Linked DNA regions of Mus musculus: region 1 is linked to region 2. The links are chromatin contacts, called in public promoter capture Hi-C maps. All regions are on one chromosome and are shown on one strand. Each heading gives the region's core, a stretch centred on a gene start, on an enhancer-like site or on the middle of the called end of the contact. The rest is flanking DNA. Distances are from core to core; before and after follow the strand shown. Region 1 holds the start of Cs (citrate synthase). Region 2 holds the start of Nxph4 (neurexophilin 4).

What was found. Promoter capture Hi-C pulls out the DNA fragments that hold promoters and counts their contacts.
Region 1: a contact with region 2 is called in a promoter capture Hi-C map of neural stem cells. The contact joins the promoter of Cs here to the promoter of Nxph4 in region 2. A contact is called at or near these places in 7 of 39 promoter capture datasets (the 3T3-L1 cell line, the C10 cell line, cranial neural crest and 4 more), 2 of 115 datasets of contacts at active chromatin or transcription factors (T-cell acute lymphoblastic leukemia and large pre-B cells) and 1 of 9 other capture datasets (adipose tissue).

The regions. Positions count from the first base shown.
Region 1 is chr10:128,334,781-128,340,497 of GRCm38.p6, reverse strand. It overlaps Cs (citrate synthase), which reads right to left and starts at 2,771. Exons shown (of 11, transcript NM_026444.4): 1 at 2,539-2,771. The coding sequence starts at 2,580. Gm51822 (a long non-coding RNA gene) reads left to right here. Exons shown (of 2, transcript XR_003949053.1): 2 at 1-3,359.
Region 2 is chr10:127,530,883-127,536,637 of GRCm38.p6, reverse strand. Nxph4 (neurexophilin 4) reads left to right here and starts at 2,079. Exons shown (of 2, transcript NM_183297.2): 1 at 2,079-2,262. The coding sequence starts at 2,206.

The DNA.
Region 1 (5,717 bases), core at 1,522-4,021, 800 kb before region 2:
AACTCTGTAGACCAGGCTGGCCTCAAACTCAGAGATCAGCCTGCCTCTACGCCCCCTTGTGCTGAGATTAAAGATGTGCACCACCACCAGTCTTTAAAGTCTCTTAGTATTAAAAAGTAAAACTGGTCACCAATGACTAAGGGAACGGGTCTAATTTAGAAAGCTTAGGCAGATAAGAGCAATGCTGATATGCTGAAAGGCTCCCCAGACTCCCAGTTATGCTGCATGGCCCTCTCCAGGTTCTACTCCTTAACTTTGTTAGACTTTGACAGTTTTGTGTTTTTGTTTTATTGTTGCTGTTCTCATTCCCTGTGTGTCTGTGACTTCAGGTGTCTTCCTCCACTGGTCTTCACCTTATTATTAAAATCTGAATAGAAAGTCTCCTTAAAACCTGGTTCCTGACAGACTGACTGGCAAAGGATACCCTGAGGTTCCATCTGACTCCACTCTTCCCTCGACCGCAGCACAATAAGGGTCATAGGTGATGTAACTAAACGTGGCCTTTAGGTGGAGGTAGGGATTTGAACTCAATCCTTATGCTTACACAGCAATCACTCACACTTGTGCAGTCTGTGCATCTGTGAAGCCCAGGATGTCCTTGAATTTGTAATGATCCTCCTGTCTAAGCCTCCCAGTGTTTGTTTTACAGTTGAGAGTCCCCATGTCCTGTTTCTGGGCTTTGCTGATTTTTTTGTTGTTGTTTTGGGTTTTTTTGTTTTGTTTTTTGTTTTTTGTTTTTTGTATACAAAGTTTCTCTGTGTCGTCTTGGCTATCCTGGAACTCACTCTGTAGACCAGGCTGGTCTCCAGCTCCAGATCACAGAGATCCACCTGCCTCTGGGATTGCAGGCAAAGGTGTGTGACATCACCACCTGGCTGCCCTTGCTGATTTCAAGAGTAAGCCTCACCTCTTGGGAGAAGCAGGTAGCTCAGGATGGCCTCAAACTTACTATGTACCCACTGTCTCCGTTTCCTCAGTGTTGGGATTACAGCCACGTACCATCATGCTCAGTGCAAGGCACACTGAGATTCAAGCAACTCAAGCAACTTGACCAACAGAGTACAAAAGACTAGCAAAGTTTCTGGGATCCTCAACTTCACTTCTAACATAAAAGTAAAGAATGACAACACAAATGTGGCCCAGTCACCCTCCCAAAGCATTATGACATTTCCTAGGGCTTTATGAAGCAAGATAAACTAAAAAAAAAGTAAAACCAAAGGCTTTTTCAAGTTCACTGTTGTGTTAGACTATCTGGTCTGGGTTAGCAGCTCCTGAACCGATCTAATTATAGGTCCACCATTCTGCCAAACACCGTCTAGAACTTGCTTCATTTCCCAAGAGGTTTCCTTACCCAGTTCCCTGGCAGCAGCAGTAGCAACAGCCAAGTAAGACAAGTGTCTACCAAATAACCAGTCTCTACCTTGTTGCCAGACACAGAAAAGCCCCAAGATAAACCCTACAAGTTTTGTGGTACATCTGACAACTATGCATCTCACACAGAAAGTTAATACCATTCTAAGTCTTTTCTTTCCTCCAGGTGTACTTTGCTTCAAACTATCTACTGATGAGAAAAACCTATTAGTTCCTTTAAAACTAAAACAGAAGCCAAGGTCATTTGTGGGACTGTCCCCACTTGGGTTAGAGCTGAAATTCCCTCAGCATAGCTGGGTCTCTGTTTAAAGGCCCAAGTTATGCTGAGCAAAAAAGTAGTGATAACGTGAAATTAAGAGTTATCCCTACTTGGACTTGAACTTCAGAATTCAAAAGGCAAACCATCAAATTAAAGGGCCGCCAGGGAATAAGGGGAAGTACTCCTGGTAGGTAGTAGAATTGAGTCATGTGACCTTGGTGTTACTACCTCACGCCTGTCTTCATTTATTGGCCTGTAGCTTGGAGGAACAACCTTTCTGGTTCTACCTAGAGCCTGATGTGATACATAATCAGCAGGTTTAACAGAAATGCCCCACCCTATTCAAGCTCCTCCTATATACATTAAGTGCAGGAGTCCCAAGGACAAAGAGGAGCTGGGGGGCTCTAGTCCCCTAACAAAACTAAAACGGCGGGGTCACTTACAGGCTTCAATTACAGTGAGGAAAGAAACAGGTCCTGACAGGACTCACCCTACAAAGCAGAGCCCAAATTAGCCCCAGTGACCAAGTGAGCATATTTATACATCCCCCACTCCTCCTCCAACAGTTCTCTCCCTAATTCGGGGGACCACGCCACATCTTTGCTCTCTGGCCTTGCAGCCAGGGCCCTGCATCCCTCGCTTGCACCTTGGATACTTGATATGACAGAAGGCGGGCCTCCCGGCCGCCGGGGGCTGCAGGCCGGGGCCGGCAGCGTTCACCTTAGCCGGAAGGGCACGCAGCACATGGCCTAGGAGCTCTGGGAAGGGTTGGCGGCTCGCCAGGGTCGGGCCCCTTTAAGGCGCGGAGGGCTGCGCTCCGGTGTGGGAGGGAGAGCCGGTGCCGGAGGCCCTGCGGTCGCCTCAGCCCCACCCCGCGCGCCACGGCGCGCTCCCTCCTTTAAGCTCACCTTGGCTCCCAAGAGCCGGGTTGCTGCAGTGAGTAGAGCCATGGCGGGCGAAACTCCGGGACCTGGCGGGAAGGGACCGAAGGGAGAGAGCTACAGCTGCAACAGGAGCGGTCGCCGCTGTGATGGAGACCGCGCCAACCGGCGGACAAGGTTGAAAGGAGGCGGCTGAGGGGAAGGGTAGACAAACCGGCACAGGCGCCCAGCCCAGGGTCCTCGGCGAGGCCCCGCCCTCTGCCCGAAACTTGAGCCCGCCCCCCTCCGGCGACCCACCCCGGCCTCGACCATTGGCCCAAAATGGAAGAGGGGCGGGATCTGAGCCTTTGACAGATGTTATCGCGGGGAGGATTGGACCGTACGGATTAGGCTAATTAGGAGTGGGTGGGAAAGGGATTGTAGGTGTCTAAGGATGTGCCTGAGAACTCAGTTAACTTCCTTCTTTGGCTTTTCCCTTTGCCCTTAACACATTTCGGGTTCTCCGGAGAATGCTGAAGATAAAGCTCCAGCACGCGACGTTTGAAGGTCACTGAACACTGCAACTGACCATTGCACTTCCTCTACCTGCTTGGCATGCTTTCTTAAAGAATGTCTTTGGTTAATGACTTCATGGCCGTGGAGGTGACATCACGCAGAAAGCCCGCTATGATGCCAGAGTTAGTTGCTTGATGGTCATTTGTGAACAGAAGAAATCTTGAAATTACAGATACTGACCCCGTTATGTGGAGAAGAGCAAAACCAGAAGCCTGAATGTTTAGTGATGTTTGTGAACTATATGGAGTCTAAGTCTTACAAAAGCCCCCTTAATATGAAGGAACCTTTCAGTCTTTGGGTCCTGGGCCTTATGATTCTGACATTCTTCATAAAACCCCATATCATAAAACCCCATAGAGCCAGCCCACCTCAGACACAGGATCAGGAGCTGCAACTCTCCACTCAAGATCAGGTGTTAGACACTCTCTTTTCGTCCCATCATTCACAGTATTTCCAAAGGACTCGAGGACGTTTATCCTACTTGGCTCTCTCTCTTATTTCTCCCTCAGAAAACATTGCAGTGAATGACACAAGGATTTAATGATCTTACACATCACTCTTAAATGCCCCGGGGTAGAACACCTCAGAACTTCTGTACTTTCCTGTGCCTACTGTGAAATTGGCCTAAGGGTGGAGAGAAGCTGACCCAATGATCAGAGCACCTTATCTGTAACCACCAAGCCTCAAATGTACAATCCTTTTATCTCACCACATGACAGTAACAAAGTGCAGAGGTCTCAGTATCCATGTAAGCCAAGTTCAGATAGTCCTTGTTTATAGAGGATGTAGTTTGTGGCTTAGACTTGGAAAAGAGAAAGAAAACCCCTATTTCCTCAAGTTTTCTCATATACATATTCATATCTGCCCAGTAGTGTTGTTCTAGCTTGGAAGTCAGGTAGTTCTTATGAGAGAACTTTATCAAGAGAAGCTGCGCCTCTTGAGAAGCAATAACCTTAGACCACCTCCCCGGGGACTTCAAAGCTTCACTGATCAATATTGGCTCCCAATTTAGCATCTCACATGGGGTTTCCTCATAACCCCAGAATAGTCTGACCTGGTTCCTTCCCCCATAGTTAATTATCCACAGAGACTAGCTAGCAGATCAGAGGCCTGAACTCCAGTGCCGTAAGTAACCAGAGGCTGTCCCCATCAGGTGAGGCTGCTGAAGGGACAATTATTGGGTGGCCATAATGGTAACTGGAGTTTTAATAACTACAGAGAGAATGCCATCCTTTTTAAGCCCCTTGATAGGATTCTGTACTTTAACGTCCAATTTTTATTTATTTGAAGTTATTTAATCCTGATGTCCATTGTTATAAAATCAATGTGAAAGCCCAGAGATGAAGGGGGTTAAGTGGTTTCGCCCAAAAGCTGAGTCTGTATCAGTCTGTCCCTCATTGCTGGGAGTGAATGCGGTTTGTAACATGCTATTACTAATACTCAAACATCAAACCACACCCCTAGCCCTACAGTTTCTTTCTGAACATAGGTGGGAAAGTTAAGACTGGCATGAATATAACAGCTAAGAAAACTCTAGGTCCAAATATACCTGCATGAGAACAGGAAGGGGCCACAGAAAAGACTTGACATAATTGTGACCTTGGGAAGATTCAAAATGCTCAGGGACAACGGTGCCCCCTGGTGGTCAAGATCAAGTGGGAGAATTCGGGCTCTAGAATCGTCTTAACATTATCTCCTATAGGTAAACAAACTTCAGTAGACAGTAGACAGTAGTTTGCTCTCTCTCTCTCTCTCTCTCTCTCTCTCTCTCTCTCTCTCTCTCTCTCTCTCTCTCTCTGTATGTGTGTGTGTGTACAGGAACGTGTATATGGTTACATGAGTCTCACATATGCTAAGCCATGAGCTACATCAAAGCCCTGTTTTTAAAAATGGTGAGGAACCAGGAATGGCACATGTATCTATAACCCCAACATTTGGGAGGTGGAAGCAGGAAACTCTGGAGTTCAAGGTCATCTTTGGCTACACAGTAAGTTCAAGGATGGCCTGGAGTATATAAAGAGATCCTATCTAAAAGAAAAATTAAATTTATTTTGAGGCAAAAAAAAAATCTCGCTAAATTGCTTAAGTTGGTGGAGAACTTGTGATCCTCCTGGATCCCAGGCACACACACACTGCCACGCTTAGCTGAACAAAGCTACAATGCAGTGCTTACTGTTTCAAGTCACTATCTAACTATAGTGCATGAGTCACCTTAATTAATCCTTGCAACTCTATAATATGTAGGTAATAGTACCTTTAAAGAGAAGGCAACTCAGATAAAATGTCCGGCCAAGGGCCATTGCTCATAGCTGGCCTAGCTAGAATTCACAACCTCATTCCAGAGCTCACGTCAAGCTCTGCCAAGCTTTACCATCTACTCCCTAGCTACCAGGAATCCAAGGCACCCTGCATACTGGGCAAATGTCGTTCCACTGAACCACACCCGGGAATCACTGTCTGCAGTCTCCTGGAGACATCAGCACAATGTGTTGCTATAAAGGTACTTTAAAAGATAAGAACTATGCAGTTTCGCCCATCTGTAAAACCTTTGCACATCCATAACTGACGTAAGGAACTGGAGACACCCACCCTAGAACATATACAGATAAGGAAGAGAGAGACAGAGACAGAGACAGAGAGAGAGAGAGGGA
Region 2 (5,755 bases), core at 830-3,329:
CCACCCCTTCCTTCTGCCAGCCTGCATCTGTAGCCCCCCCCCCCCCCGGAGCCACTGATTCTCTGCCTGTCACCTCAAGATCTCGGGTAGAACAAGACAGGCCCCCAACTGCTGCTTTAGAAAGCCTACCCCTTCGTTAGCACCCTCCCTCTCTGGCCAGGACCAGAAGGGTGCACTATCTTCAACCAAGCCAAATGCAAGGGAGTCTCAAAAACCAAAAAGGACACTGACTGATTCAGATCAGATTGAAAAGCAGATATTCTTAGATGGAAAGAGTCAGGGACAGAGGCAAAGACCCAGAGATAAGTACTGTGCACATGTGTGTATGTGTGCATGCACTTGTAATCTCTGAGAGAATTGGACGGCCTGAGATTAGCTAAAACGATGGTGATGGGGAGGGTCAGGTCTCCTACAGATAGATACTTTGGCCGTGGGCTTCTAGGCACCCAGGATGTGTGACCACCCTTTGCCTTCACCCAGAACTAAAGCAGCTCCTTTGCTTAGGGTCAGCCCTGGCCAGCCATTTGGCCTTGTCCCTGACACTTTGTCTCATCCTGCCTTTATTCGTTCAGCCCTGACTGCACCCCAAATCGCTGCTCCCTGGTTTTTGTCTCCTTGAGTGTCACCAAGTACACCCCTGTCCTTTCCCTGACCCTCTTTTCAGTGTCTGTCACTTCCTGTGTGTCTGTTATTTTCATATCCCTAGGCTTGTCTTTCAGATTGCCTGTGTGTGTGTGTGTGTGTGTGTGTGTGTGTGTGTGTGTGTGTCCCTGTGGGTATTTGCCTCTGTCAAGGCAAGAGGTACTTTGGGTACCTAGCTGTTTCTGTATATCACTGTATGCTACTGTGTGTATAAATCATGTGTGTCCGTCTCTGTGTGCTTATGTGCCTCTGTGTATGCTGGTCTGTATGTGAAGTGGCCTCACTGCTACAGTGTAGCAGGGTACTATTACAGTGGGGTAAGACTGGAGACACACCTTGGGATGTGTGTCTGTCTCTTCATCTCTTTGCATGGTCCTATCTCTTGCTGTCTAGGTGTTGGTCATACTACCTACTCAGCCTCAGACACAGCGCATAGCAACAGCTGACAGCTGAAGACTCCCTGGGTAGGGGAGAGAGAGAAAGACCAGTGGGAGGAGGAAACACGAAGAAACAGCCCTGAGGATGAGAACAGAGACCGTGCTGGAGCTGGGGACAGAGAGAGACAAGGACAGAGATAGACAGGGAAGGGGACGGGATGAGAAGAGCTGAGAGTGGAAGATGGGATTGTGGGAGAGAAAGCACAGGGCTCGTACCAAGAGGGGCAGAAGGCACTGAGGACTTCCTGCCTAGCACCAAACAAGGGTGCTCTGGATCAGGCCAGGGTCAACAGTGCGGATCAGGGGCTAACTTAAAAGAGCCGGTTTAGCCAAGGGGTCCGGGGGCCGCAGAGGTGCCGCGGGGCGGGGACAGGGCGGCGGGCGCCGTTTGTCAGCCCTATTGACAGACGTGATGGGGTTTCCGTCCGTGATCAATGATTCTCATCTCCAGGCCGAATGAGCCGCGGGGCGCCCATCCATCCCCGTCAGCGCCGCGCTCAGTGCTAGTCGCCCGAGGCCCCGCCCGCCCTCACCTCGGTCCCTGTCCGGATCACTGCCCTAGACCTACCTCTGCCAGGATTATAGAAACACCCCCCACCCATCCACCTCGGGCATCACAGGACAGGGTCCTGCTGCGTTCCCTAGCCTGTGTATGGGAACTCATGCTCCGCGACGACCCCTTCCCGCTCACAGTTCAGGGCCTAGAGTCCCACGCCCTATTGTAGCCCTCATCTGCCCCAAGACCTGGCGTCTTTGGGGTGCTGCTCCCCAAACCCCTTGCCCCTCTCCAGCTTCACACCTGAGCCAGGGGTGTGTCCAGGGTGTGTCACGGTGAAAGTCACCTTCCTTGCCCCCAGCTGGGCGGGAGGGGGCGCGCGGGGCGCGGCCGGGATTGGAGCACCGCGGAGCCCCGCCCCCCCACCCCGCCCGCCCGACTCAGACCCAACTTTCTCCCCCGCCCGCGCCCCGCCCCCAGCGCCTTGCTCCGCTCCGCGCTCAGTCCGCGGGCCGAGCCGCCCGCTCCCGCTGCTCGCGCCGCCGCCCTCTGCCCGGCGTCCCTCACCCTGAGCCCAGTCCTGCCGGACTCGGGACCCGCCCTGCCCGACCCGCTCGACCGCTCGGGAAGATGCGGCTGCTCCCGGAATGGCTCCTCTTGCTCTTTGGTCCTTGGCTCCTTAGGAAGGTAAGGGTGGCAGAGCCAAGGTGCGGGGTCCGGGACACGAAGAACACTGCATGCCAGGGGGCTCCGCGCGTCCGCCCCGCCCCCAGGACTAAGCGTCCCAACTTTGTGCGTCGTGGGGGACGTGGACAGACAGACTGCCCGCTTTAGGACTGGCATGCACCCAGCAAGTTGGCTGAGGGTTAGAAGAAGGTGCAGGGTGGAGGCCCGGCTCCAGTCGGATTCAGGCGCGACGGGGGGAGGGGACGAAGCGCGACCCGCGAGTGCGCCAGACAGAGAAGGAGTGCGAGACAGACAGACAAGCCAGCGGGTGTTAGCCTAGCCTTCTTTCCGCACCTACCTCGCTTGCCTCCCTCTGTCTGTCTGTCTGTCCTTCCACCTCTCACCCTCCACCTTCCCATTCCTCTTCTCCTTGTCACAATGCCAGGTAAGCTCTGCGATCCGAGCATACATTATCCAGGCACACGCGCTTACACGGACCCACACCAGCAGGGCTGAACTTGGCTACAATCTTCCATCCCATTTCCCGCGGAGACACCATCTCCCCTGCATAACCTCACAGACACACCCCCCTCTCACGCCTGGTGGTTGTTGTCTGGGAGGGGAGTCTCTCCTTACATCTCCTTCCTGCCCCCACCCTTCTCACTGTCTCTTTTCCTGGGGTTTCTGGGTGAAGACCCAAAGGCTAAAAGGGCCCAGAGCTCATCCTGCCCGACTCTTGCCTTGAGATCTTCAGCCCATATGGGCTCACAGTGCGGACATGGAGTGTATGGGTTAAAACCAGCCCTTGTATGCATGTGTCCAGGGAATCCAGGCACTGGGACCCAAGGTGAATGTCTATGTTGGCATGCCATGGTGGAGACATTGTCTTTGCATGGTTGATTGTGCCTGCTTCAAAGCACTGCCATCTATTTGTGCCCTGAAGTGTGACCCACAAGGGTAGTTTAGACTCTGCCCCCAACTTCCTTTCTCAACTATGACCTACCCAGTTTAAGGGCAACCAGTTGGCTCCACAAGCCCTCACTCTTGGACCTCAATCCCCAGTCTTTAAGAGAAACCAGTAATTCTCCTCCAAAACGCTTGGACCCCAGGCCTGGTGTGGTGTCCTCATAACTACAATAGGGTAGACACTGCCCCAGTGAGCCAGTTAGTAGAGCCCTTGGATTCTCCCAAGCCTATCTGCCTAGTGACCTTGAGAGAACGGAAACTGGGCAATAAATAAATAAATAAATAAATAAGAAAGAATGAACGAATGGATGGATGGATGGATGGATGGATGGAAAAAAAGAAAGAAAAGAAAATAGCCCCCTAGTGTGAAAAATGCTGCCTTTGGCAAGAGCTTTCTTTGAACCTGAGGCCTGGTTTGTACCCAGGGAGACTGCAGGAGAAGGTCCAGCCCCAAACAAACCACAGTATGTGAAGGCCTGGGGTCACAGAGGAAGGAAGGATACATTGCCCTGATCCTTCCCTCCACCCCCACCAGCCTTCTCCACTCTCTTCGCATCAAATTAACTCCCCTGTGGACAGATCTGGTTTAATTTCCTTTGCCCCCTGAAGAGGAAGGAAACATCTGGTAGAGCCTTGAGGGAGAGTAAGCATGAGGATGATAGGAGAGATGGGAATCTGTCTTCCTGTGAGAAGGCTGCAGCTGTGGGGTGGCTATGTCGGAATCAGCAGGGAAGTGCCTATCTGGCATTTGGTCCAGCCTGTGGACATGTGAGGGTCTATGTTTATGTTTGGTTTCTGAATACCTGTTACTTTGCATAGGGTCATGTAAGGAAATCTGTTCTCCAATGGACTTAGGAGAAAAACAGTGGGGCGTGTGCACATGCACAGAACCCCCACCCCCCGGGGTCTCTGATGTATTTGCATGCTGGAACACATCTGTTTTTTTGCCTGTGAATCTGGGTCTGGGAGTGTGCTCATAGCTTCAAGTGCCAGCAATCACGGATTGTGAGCCTCAGAAGGGCTCACCTGATTGTGAACGCATACGTGCACTCCTGAGTGTGCCTGCGTCCAGGGATATCTTGATGCCAGAATTGGGAGTGAGCATGAGATAAAGCTGACACTGGGTTGAGCTTTTGATGGGCACAGCTCTTGAGATGGCTCTTGGGGAAATCTTGACCATCGATGCTGCCCGCCCTGCCTTCCCGAGGACTTCTCTGCTTCTTCCTCTACTTTCCAGCTCCTGAGACTCCTCACACGTTCTGGTTCCCCTGGTTTCCATTGCATCTAGGGCTCTGACTTCTGGACTGGACTGGCTGCTCAGGATCTTTCCAATACAATCTTCAACCTCCTTTCCCTCCGTATCTCTGTCTTCCTTGCCCCTTGCCAAAGCAGCTGCCTACTGGGAAAAACAGCAGGCGATCAATAGTCACTAATCACTAATCACTAATTACTAATTAGCTGGGGGAGGGCAGGGGCGGGGGTCCTGTGGGACTTTTCAGCTCTATCCTGCCTCAGGGAAGGATTACAGCTACACCTCTCTCTCTCTCTCTCTCTCTCTCTCTCTCTCTCTCTCTCTCTCTCTCTCTCTCTCTTGGTCTAGACCAGCCACAACCCTTGTGCCAACCACCACCTCCTACCTCCTTACCCTCCTCAAGCCCCCTAACTAATCTCTGGCTGGGCCACTTAGGCACGCACAGCCTGGGCTTGGTCCCAGCGCTGCTGGCTGGGATTTGGGGGTAATCAGGGGCGGCAGCTGGGCCAGGGATACTGGAGGATGGAGTCTAAAGTGACAGCCCCCTTGGGCCAGAGCTTGCAGCTAAACCTCACATCCTGAATGGGAGGGGCGCCACTGGAAAGGAGAATTTCCAGGGGGTCATGGTTGGGCTGGGTGAGGAGCTAGATAGAGCTCTAGAAGGAGGCGATGGTGAAGATGTTTGATAAGAAAGCAGACAGCAGGTAAAGAGGAGTCACTGGGGTCAGGGACCCATGGTCAGAGAGTGGCAAGATAAACCTTGATAAGCCAGCAGGTAGGTGAAGGGACCCTTGGAGGGGTCACTAAGGATTAATTGGCAAGGCGCTAGGGAACTTCGAATAGGGAGAACCCTGTAACCAAGGATAGGCGTGGGCAAGGGGACAAGGTTAACAGAGAAAGGGTCAGGTTGTGATGAGAGGTTTTCTGGTTCAAGCTCAAAGGGGCTCCCAAGATGTACAGTAGAAAAAGCGAACCGGGATAGGGAGCTGGGAGTGCGGCCTTGAGCACTGGAAATTGGCGAGTCTCCCCTTCTCCCCTGCCCGCCCCTCCTCCACCTCTACCCCGCCCACTCCCCCTACGGCTCAGGCTTCGGGAAATTACATCCCCGCTCCGCGGCTCCCCCCCCCCCCACCGCGCCCTGGAGCCGGCGCCTTTATAGGCACATTTATTGCAATAATAAAGTGAGGCGCGGGGCGGGGGGCGGGGGGCAGCCATTCCCGGGGGGACCGCGCCGGCTCTAGGAAGCAAGGAAATAAAATAAAATAAAATAAAATCAAAATTCAGATAACGGTGAGC